2 separate regions of the Sus scrofa genome follow, and region 2 is linked to region 1. A link is a contact called in public Hi-C data. All regions are on one chromosome and are shown on one strand. The core of a region is the stretch at or near the end of the contact, and the rest is flanking DNA. Distances in the headings are between cores, read along the strand shown. Region 1 holds the start of GTPBP3 (tRNA modification GTPase GTPBP3, mitochondrial). Region 2 holds the start of BST2 (bone marrow stromal cell antigen 2).

What was found. A called contact is a pair of places that touch in the nucleus more often than the background predicts.
Region 2: a contact with region 1 is called in a Hi-C map of mesenteric adipose tissue, with 2.0 times the contacts expected there. The contact joins the promoter of BST2 here to the promoter of GTPBP3 in region 1. A contact is called at or near these places in 1 of 5 promoter capture datasets (liver), 30 of 47 Hi-C or Micro-C datasets (adipose tissue, alveolar macrophages, blood and 15 more) and 2 of 2 datasets of contacts at active chromatin or transcription factors (alveolar macrophages and skeletal muscle).

The regions. Positions count from the first base shown.
Region 1 is chr2:60,352,953-60,358,131 of Sscrofa11.1, reverse strand. GTPBP3 (tRNA modification GTPase GTPBP3, mitochondrial) reads left to right here and starts at 2,729. Exons shown (of 8, transcript XM_021083561.1): 1 at 2,729-2,880; 2 at 3,220-3,473; 3 at 3,584-3,966; 4 at 4,116-4,188; 5 at 4,281-4,424; 6 at 4,576-4,741; 7 at 4,972-5,179. The coding sequence starts at 2,828. It overlaps ANO8 (anoctamin-8), which reads right to left and starts at 938. Exons shown (of 19, transcript XM_021083565.1): 1 at 608-938. The coding sequence starts at 659.
Region 2 is chr2:60,302,941-60,308,119 of Sscrofa11.1, reverse strand. BST2 (bone marrow stromal cell antigen 2) reads right to left here and starts at 2,814. Exons shown (of 4, transcript NM_001161755.1): 1 at 2,521-2,814; 2 at 547-613; 3 at 213-273. The coding sequence starts at 2,814.

The sequences.
Region 1 (5,179 bases), core at 1,480-3,979:
CCCCAGGTCCTTCCTTACAAATCTTACTCATTCTAGAGGCCCAGCTCCGCCTCCAAAACCACAATCGCTGGGCACTCACTAGCAGCTCTGAGCGCCTCACCACATTATGTCATAGCTTCCTCATAGCAGGGTGCGGTTCTTACCCCCATTTCACAGGTGAGGAAACTGAGGCAGAGAGCATCTAAGTCACGCGCTCAAGGTCACACAGTCGAAAAGGGATTTGAACCCAGGACTATGTGATTCTGTATCCTCTATGGAGAGGGCCTCCCAAGCGCATCACTGCCGGGCCGCGATCCCGTAGCCCAAGGGGTGACTAGGCTCAGCCCGGGGACGGGGCTCTAGGAGGGGCGTGTCCGTGTCTCTGCTCTGGGACCCCTTAACCGCTGCACGGTCACAGCCGCGCCCGCCGGGCCGCAGCCGCAGTGCCGGAGGAACGGGCCCCTCGACTGGACTCCAGGCCCGGGACCGCTGAGTCCAATCCCGCTCCCCGTACAGCCGCCGTGAACATCCCAGGCACCTGCAACCCTGTCATATTCAGGCACTGCACACATACCCAGAACTCCAGACGCCGGGGCTGCAGGCTCGCCCTCCGGCGGAGGCCTCTTACCACGTTCGTCCTCCAGGGACGTGCCCCCGGCGCCGGAGGCGGATTCGGCCATGGCGAGGGCAGGGCGGGTCAGGAGCTGCGGGTGGCCCAGGCGCCGGGGGCCCGCGGGCTCATGGGGCCGGTGCAGCAGCCGAGTGCGCTGGAGGTGGAGACAAAGGCCGCGCCCGCCCGCGCCGGCCGCCGTCCCCGCGTGCCCGAGATTGTTTCTCGTCCCCGTCCGCGCCGAACCTCGATTCTCCTGGGCCCAGCGCCCGTCGTTCTCTGGTTCTCGACTCCGCCCGTGTTGTTTTCTGAGTTTCGTTCTCGCCCGCCCACCTCGCTCTCTGGTGCTCGTCCCCGCCCGCACCGAACGCGAATTCTCCTCCTGGTCCCCGCCCGCACGGTATTCTGGGTCTCGTCCCCGCCCGCCGTGGACCTGGATCCTCCGCCTCCTAGCTTTAGTTTCCACATCTGTTTGGAATCCGAGGTGGACGTGGGAGGGGGCGGACCTAGTCGGGGGAAATTCCTGGTAGCAGAAATTTCAACCACCGCAGCAGGGATGAGAATAAATATATCAGAGCCTGCCTTAGGGCCTTAGCACATGCTGTTCAGCTATCTAGGACTCTCTTCACACCCTTTGTCCAGTTAACTCCAACACCTTTAAAGATGTAACGTCCTCAGAGAGGATCTGATTGTGTTACCAAATTTAGCAAATAAAAATACAGTCCTTCTGGAGTTCTCAACGTGGCGCCGGGGAAACGAATCCGACTAGGAATCATGAGGTGGCAGGTTCGATCCCTGGCCTCGCTCAGTGGGTTAAGGATCCGGCGCTGAGGTGAGCTGTGATGTAGGTCGCAGAGGTGGCTTGGATCTGGCGTTGCTGTGGGTGTGGCATAGCCTGGCAGCTGTAACTCCGATTCGACACCTAGCCCAGGAATCTCCATATGCCGCGGGTGCGGCCCTAAAAAGCAACAACAACAATAATAATATTACAGTCCTCCTAGTTAAATGTGAATTTCGGATAAATGAATAAATTTTCAGTATGTCCCAAGTATTGCATGGGATATAGTTACACTAAAACGTTACTCATTGTTTATCTGAAATTCACATTTAACTGAGTGCCCTGTATTTTGCCTGTCACTTGGACCTCCCGACCACCCTGAATGGCCTCCTCCATTAGACTGAAAAGCCAGCGCGCGCAGAGTCCCAGGCAAATTCTGTTCTCACACAGTAGGCACTTGATGTATACTTTCGACAGACAGAACTCGGAGACGGCGAATGTCATCGTTTGCCCTTCTTTACAAATGAAAAAATTGAGCAGAGCGAGGCATGGGGTCTTTAGACCTGTATCCTGTTCGTCTTCCCAAAGTATATGAGCGCCGCCCTCCCGCTCCGTCCTAGAACCAGAGAATTAGTCGTGCGAAAGCGTCCTGCTGAGATCCCACCCGTCCGGTGCCTGGAATTCCACCATCTGCGCTTTATTCCATCAGCCGCCGCTGTCCTGGGTTAACCTGAAAGTAATCTCTGAGACTCCCCTCTGGCTTTCGGGGAGCCATAGACCAACCGAACACTCAACTCTGCAGCAGCAGACCTGGGCCAGAGTAGCCCAGAGGGGCGAGAGGACTGTGCTGGGGGTTCTAGGGAAGCTTCCTGGCAAAGGGGACCTTGGAGCTAGGCACTGAGGCTGAGCTTGTCAGAGGAAGAAGGGTATACGAGGCCATGGAGACAGCGGGAGGAAATCTAGGGAGGGGTGAGAACTGTAGAGTTCCGAGAAAACTAGAAATCTTCCCAGAAGTATGGACAAGATTTTCCCAGGGTCAGTGCATAGGTTCCCCGGAATTCTCTCCCGGTCACTGAGATGCTCTTGCTTCGCCTAAGGCTATGTAGTGGCCAAACGGGACTCAAATCCTTTCTTCTCCATAATTCCCACCGCCCTAAGCCAAGCCCTGTTCTTACCCCCACCCTCTTTTCCGGTATCTCAGATCCCTGCTGCTCTAGGATCCCAAAAATTCTGTCTAATGTTGCAGGGGGAACACCATTTAGCTGCACCCGGAGTGCTAGCACCCTGTCCTTTCCTGGAATCAGCCAATAGAAGCTAAGATCTTCAGTGGGTGGGCGGTACGTCTTCTACGGGGCCCAATGGTAACCGAGAATTGTTGAGCCCTTTACGGATCACGCCGCGAGGTGGGCGGGGCTAGCCCCGGCTGGGCGCTGCCAAGGCTGGTCGCTGATTGTGAATCCATGTGGCGGGTACTATGGACCCTGGTAGCCCGGGCGGCACGTGGGCCTCTCAGGTGGGGCTTCTCACTTGGGGGAGGGGGTGTGACGGCGTAGGGCGCTGCTTGGGGCCCAGATCCTCTCCCTAGGATCTGGAGGTCCAGTTCCCTTTGGCAGAGCCGTATTTTTGGTCTTCTTCCAAGGCTCTGTCCATCCCCCTGCCGCAGAGCCCACATGTGGATCAACTTCTCTCAGACATCTCTATTCAGTCATCTTACGGCCTCAAACCTTCCAATCTTTTCATCCCCCCGGCCGCAGAACTTACACTTGGGGCATCTCCTGACCATCTAGCCTTCGATCCACCTGCCACTCTGGCGGCAGAGTTTCTCAGAACACTGACTCTCCTCCTCTTCCAGTTCCAGGCCGTGCCCGCGCCAGAGCAGTGGCGCCCCGGCCCTGGGTCCCGGGTCCACTATCTTCGCACTGAGCTCTGGCCAAGGCCGCTGCGGCATCGCTGTCATTAGAACCAGCGGCCCAGCCAGCGGGCACGCCCTCCGGAGCCTTACGGCGCCCCGGGACTTACCCCCGGCCCGCAAAGCCTGCCTGCGCCTCCTCAGCGACCCCTGCTCTGGGGAGCCTTTGGACCGCGCGCTGGTGCTTTGGTTTCCAGGTGAGGGACTTCAGATCTGCAACCTCATATAGCTTCTATGACCCAACTTCCTCCTTCCGGACTTTTACCCAGGTGGTATCCTCCTGACACCTATCTCCTCACCATACTAGGTCCCCAGAGTTTCACCGGTGAGGATTGCGCGGAGTTCCATGTGCATGGAGGCCCAGCTGTGGTGAGTGGTGTCCTGCAGGCCCTGGGTGAGTCTGCAGCCTTGGGTTTAAGGTGTGGCTATATACCAGTGGGCCTGGATAGGAACCAAAAGGGGCTTAGGACCCTGAACCTTCCTGCAGGCAGTGTGCCAGGGCTGCGGCCAGCAGAGGCAGGCGAGTTCACCAGGAGGGCATTCGCCCATGGGAAGCTGAGCCTGACTGAGGTAGAGGGGCTGGCAGATCTGATCCATGCAGAAACTGAGGCGCAGCGGCGGCAGGCCTTGAGGCAGCTGGACGGGGAGCTGGGCCACCTCTGCCAAGGCTGGGCAGAGACCCTCACTAGGGCAAGTACACCATTTGCTCATCACTTGCCTGTCTAACCTGCATGAGAGCTTCCTGTGAGCCCAGTCGGGCACCTTGGGCCGGGCCAGACCTGGGCACACTGGGGGGTGGGTTCCTGGGTGATCACACTACCCAAACTCACCTCTTTCAGGCTCTGGCCCATGTGGAGGCCTATATTGATTTTGGTGAGGATGACAACCTAGAGGAGGGCGTCCTGGATCAAGGTGGGTCTGCCTGGGGGTGGGAGGTGGGGACATCTGGCATCTCAGCCCTTAGAGACCCCCTTACTCTCCCTCCTGCTTTCTTCCATCTACAGCTGACAGCGAAGTGCGGGAGCTAGAGGTGGCATTGGGCACACACCTTCGAGATGCCAGGCGTGGACAGAGGCTTCGCTCAGGGGCGCACGTAGTGGTTGCTGGACCTCCTAATGCCGGCAAGAGCAGCCTGGTGAACCTGCTCAGTGCGTGGGCAGGGGGGCGGGGCCCGGGGCAGGGGGTATACTAGGAGCTGGGGTACTGAGCTTTTAGGGGTGAGCAAGGGGCCAGGGAGGTAGAACACCAGCCAGCTCCAGCCCTGCCCCCGCCTCTGACCCTACCCCACCCCACCCCCAGGCCAGAAGCCTGTGTCCATCGTGTCCCCTGAGCCGGGGACCACCCGAGACGTGCTGGAGACTCCCGTGGACCTGGCCGGGTTCCCTGCGCTGCTGAGTGACACGGCGGGGTTGCGGGAGGGCGTGGGGCCTGTGGAGAAGGAGGGCGTACGGCGCGCCCAAAAAAGGTGGGCAATCAGGGTGGTCGGAAGGGGAAACAGGGCCCTTCCTCTGCTGTTTCAACCCCTTGCCTTTATTTTTCATTTTTCCTCAATGAGGAAAGGCCACTAGACCTCAAGTGGAGAGTCTGCTATTTGGGGAGGGCAGGTTTGTAACGTTCTGCCTCTGTCCCTGTCCCCACCCAGTGCTCGTAATGGCTCAACTCTGGGGTCCAAGCTCCATTCTCTCACTCCCCCAGGCTGGAGCAGGCTGACCTCATTCTAGCCGTGCTGGATGCTTCTGACCTGACCTCTTCGTCTAGCTGTAACTTCCTGGATACTGTTGTCATCCCCACGGTTGCTGGGAGCCCCCATGGGAGCAGCCAGCGCCTCCTGCTGGTGCTGAATAAGTCGGACCTGCTGCCTTCTGGGGGCCCAGACCTCCATCCTGACCTGCCCCCCTACCTG
Region 2 (5,179 bases), core at 1,565-4,064, 50 kb after region 1:
CTTTGCTTCTAAGAATCTCCACTCCTTCCCCACCACGTCGCTGGGGAGGAGAGTGGGCAGTGGCCACCCCATGGCTGTGTGACCCAAGGGACAAGTCTAGGACTTAAACTTTGCCCCCTGAGCAGCGGGGGTTTTTCTGAGTCAAGGGGGTCGGGCGTCTTGAGGGGTGGGGAGGGGGAAAGGGGCGTGGCTTCGGGGGGTTCGTCTCGGACCTTAGTCGCTCCGCCTCTTCCGAAGCCTCCTGCAGCTTCTGATTCAATCTCTTGATCTCTCCTGGTTGGAGTGGGTACAGAATGAGGGGAGGCGTCTGCTCAGTGACGCCCACTCACCTGGCCCCACCCTGGGAAGGACCCCGCTTCTAGCCCCTCGCCCTCCGGCCCCAGCTGGGAGACCCGGCGGACTCTCTCCTCCGCACTCCAGGTGGAATCTACCCCCTTCCCTCTCTCTCAACCCCAACCCTGGGATGCTCCCTCCCTACGCCTTTTCGATCCCTAGCCCACCCCTCCCAGCCCCCTCAGTGGAAGCCTGGCCTTGTGCTTTTCTCACCCTGAAGCTCCTTCAGCTGCTTCTGACTTTGCGTCTTCTCCATCTCCAGAGAATCTCGTAGGTTCTCCTGGGAAGAGCGTGGGGTGGAGTGGGATGGGTGTGGGCAACTAGATTTCTGTCCCTGGGCCCTGGACTCCTCCAGAGGCCCTGGGATCAGAGGAGCTCAGGCACAAACCCCCTTCAGTTTCCCCTCCAACTCTCTCCTACACCTCAATCTCCCACCTTAAAGAATGGCCACAACCTCCCATCCTCCCAGGGCCACAGGAAAGGATGTAATCCTTGAAATGGGAGTTTTGAGGGCCCCCCCCGGAATTTGGAGGCTTCCTATGCCCAAACTCTAGAAGTTTCCAGATCCCTGGGGTATTGCCCAAGAGGAACTGAGCAGGATCCCCATGGGGCCTTCCCCCATACCCTCTGCTTTAGCACCTCTCTCAAGAACTTAGATAACAGTATTTAATGCACAATCCTGAGTTGTTGTTGTTTGGGGGCTGCACTTGCGGCGCTGGAAGTTCCTGGGCTAGGGATGGAATCCTAGTCACAGCTGCAGCAAGGGTGAATACTTAACCTTCTGTGTGGGGCTGGGGATCCAACCCATGCTACCACAAAGACAACACCAGATTTTAACCCACTGCACCACAGCAGGAATTCCAATCCTGAGTTGTTTTACGGATGTGAACCCCCACAAAAGGAAGCAATTTTAGCCACTTGGTGGGCATGAGCATGGTCAGCCCCCAGAACTACTGGCATCTAAGTGTTGATAAAGTTAAACCCTGTGAGGAGTCCCTGTTAACCTCCCCAACCAATCAGAGGCTTGTGCGGGAGTGAATCACATACCCTGTGACCTGCCCCCCACTTAGCTTTTAAAAATGCTTTGCTTTGCTGAAAATAAAATAAAATAAAATAAAAATAAATAAAATAAAAAGGAGTTCCTGTTGTGGCTCCTCGGAAATGAATTTGACTAGAAACCATGAGGTTGCCGGTTGGATCCCTGGCCTCACTCAGTGAGTTAAGGATCTGGCGTTGCTGTGAGCTGTGGTCACAGTCACGGCTTGGATTCTGCATTGCTGTGGCTGTGGTGTAGGCTGGCAGCTGTAGCTGTGATTAGACTCCTAGCCTGGGAACCTCCATATGCCATGGGTGTGGCTCTAAAAAGCAAAAAAAAAAAAAAAAAAAAAAAGTAAAAATGCTTTTCTGGGAGTTCCCTTCATGGCTCAGCACTTGACAGGCCCAACTAGCATCCATGAGGATGGCCCTAAAAAAGTAAAAATTAAAAAACAAAAAATAAAAAAAAAAGCTTTGCTGAAACCCTTTGGGGTGTTGGGGATTTGCAGGGGGTGGGGCGGTGGGGCACAAGCCATCCATCTCCTTACACAGCCCTGCAATAAACCTTTCTCTACTCCAGTCTCTGACATCTCTGTTCATTTGGCCTCACTGTGCATCAGGCACGTGAACTTGTGCCTACACAAGAAGAAGACTGAGAGGTCTTCCCCAAACCAGAACATTGTGGTGGAGGGGGAGCCCAAGTTAGAGGCCCAGTGGGAGTTTCAAGGCCCCCCATACAGGGAAGCAAGTTAAAGTTTCAGTCTGTCAGGAAGTAGCAGATGTATGGAGAGCCCCTCCTTTCTTACCGACCTGGTAAGGTTTTCCGTCCCAACCTGCAGAGAGGACTTCGGCTCCCCACCCCTCCACTGGAGCCTGAAGGGAGTTTCTAGCTCCTCACACAAGTGCCAGGGAGTTTGGACATTCCCCCACATCCTAGAAGGGATATTGAGGCACCCTGATTTGGGTGCTCTGGGGAGTTTTAAGGCCCCACCCCACCCCAGGACCCTCGAAAGAGTTTCACAGTCCCCAAATCCCAGTGGAAACATTCAGGGGGCAGTTTCAGAGTCTATCTTGATTGCCATATAGACACTGTGAGAGCCCCCCACCCCCACCCCAAGCCCAGGGCCCTATCTAGGGGATATGGTGGCTTACCACAGTCTGGTTGCAAACGGTGTACTGGGCCTTGGTCCTCTGTAAGACCTCCTGGGCCACAGTTAGCTGGTGCTGCAGATGGTCCGTTTGGTTTTGACATTCCTGCTGTGCTCGGAGGCCATCCTTGCAGCCCTTGCTGTTGGCCTTGACAGCAAAGATGATCAGAGACACCAGCAGACCCACCACCAACAGGCAGAGCAGGAAGACCAGCCACAGCCTGCTGTCTCGCAGGTTTGATTCCCTCAAGCAGCTCACCATGGGTAAAGGGCTGTAGGAATACAAACTAGGTGACATCTGGGTCTGTGCTGAGGGAGTCTGGGCAAGAGTTAGGTAAGAGTGCCTTCTAGGGGCTGGGGCTGCCCCCTTATTAGCATAGGAGCTGTGAGGACCAATGACAAGTTGCTGGAAAAACCCCTGACTTGGAGATGATTGAATGGGGCTACTACAGGCAGAGGACAGCCCAGGCTTTTAGTTTCGGTTTCTTTTTTCGTTTTCCCAGAAAAAAAGGTGAGTAGTTTCTGCCAAATTATGGCCTCGGGCTGAATGCTCGCCAGTGGGATCCTGTGGGAGGGGAGTTGCGGCTGCCTCAAACACCCCATGTCAAGTTCCTGCCCTTCTCCTCCAAGTTTCTGAGGGTGACAATTGCAGTTACTGAGCATCCGGTGCATGCCAGCTTTGTGTTCATCTGTCCCATGACCGGAAGAGGCCTAGGGCATTTTCTGTCCAGTCCCCAGCTGGGGAAAGTGAGGCTGAGAGTTGAGTGTTGGCAGGCTGGGGGCAGGGCCCGGGAGTGATGGAGGAGGCTGGGATTTGAGCTCAGGGGTCTCCGTAGCGACCTAGCAGGTGTTGATTTAGCATCCTTGCCCTGTGGAAAGGACCACAGGGAGCCACCGAGGGTGTGAGAGCCTGCAGGGAAGCCGGAGAAGAGCGGGAGGGACCCACGTGACCAAGGCTGCGGTTCCCACTTTTGGCCACTTGAGGTCAGCCCAGTCAACAGGCTCCAGCCAGGAACAGGCTCATACTTCCAGAATCCGCTCCTGCCGCCTGAGAGATCAAATATTTGCCCGCATGTCAGTTATCAGAGGATGTCCCAGTCCTCAGCGATTGCAGCCACCTCTAAACTGGCGAGCCAGTGAGCCCTAAGGGAACTCAGGAAGGAAAGAAAGAATACCTGCCACCTAGCAGCCATCAGACTGCAGCCACTTCTTAAGGTGAGCCCTGAGGAAAATCAGGAGGTGAAAACACAGGATACTGGCCCCAGATGGCTGAGGTGCACATTGAAGGAATGGTTTCAGTGAGCCCAGACCTTGCATAATCTTCCTGTACACAGAAAAGCACTAAATTCCTAAACTTGAGGTATCCAGTTGTTTGTTTTTTTGGTTGTTTTTTTTGTCTTTTTAGGGCTGCACCCGAGGCACATGGAAGTTCCCAGGCTAGGGGTCTAATCTGAGCTGTAGCCGCTGGCCTACGCCAGAGCCACAGCAACGTGGGCAGCAACGTGGGATCCGAGCCATGTCTGCAACCTACACCACAGCTCATGGCAATGCCAGATCCTTAACCCACTGAGCAAGGCCAGGGATTGAACCCGAAACCCCATGGTTCCTAGTTGGATTTGTTAACAAATGAGCTACAACCGGAACTCCTCTAGTTTTCTTTTATTAGCAGTAGTCTTTTTTCCCTACTGCCTGCCCTTTGTTACCAAACTCCTATATATCCTAGCTCCCCCACCTCCTCTGAGCAGTTTTTTTCAGGGTTACTTAAAATGCTGACTTCAGGAGTGCCTGTGGTGGCGCAGTGGAAAACGGAAACCGTGCCTGCCGTGGGTGTGGCCCTATAAAGACAAAAAAGACAAAAGACAAAAAAAAAAAAAAAGATGCTGAGTTCAGGGCTTAACTCCTCATTTCACCCCCAATAAACTTAACTTTCAACTTTCAGGCTGTGCATATTTGGTTTTTGTCTTTTTTTTTTTTTTTTTTTCTTTTTGGTTGCAGCCATGGCATATGGAAGTTCCCAGGTTAGGGGTAGAATTGGCTGCTGTAGCTGCCAGCCTACACCACAGCTCACAGCCACACCAGATCCTTAACCCAATGAGCAAGGCCAGGGATCGAACCCAAGTCCTCATGAATACTAGTTACTAGTTGAGTTTGTTACCGCTGAGCCGTGAAGGGAACACTCAGGTTGTGCATATTTTTTTAAGTTGACACAACTTAGGATTCCAGGTAAATTTACTGAATTTCAGTTACCTCATCTGTAAAGTGGGACCATAACAGAAGCAGCCTCATCAGGAGGAGCTTTTGAATAAAGAGGAGTTTTGAATAAAGTGCCTCAGCATCCAGTAGGTGTCCAATGGATATGCAGCCCGGTCTGTGGCTCAGGGCAGAAGGAGAGGTGGATAATGTGGAAACATGGCTTCAGAATGAGGAGCATGTTTTGAGGGAGTACAATCTGATCCATTTGTCTTTCTTTCTTTCTTTCTTTTTTTTTTTTTTAAGGGCTGCACCTGTGGCATATGGAAGTTCCCAAGCTAGGGGTAGAATTGGAGCTGTAGCAGCCAGCCTGCATCACAGTCACAGCAATGTGGGATCCAAGCCAGGTCTGTGACCTACTCCACAGCCCATGGCAACATCAGATCCTTAACCTACAGAGCAAGGCCAGGGAT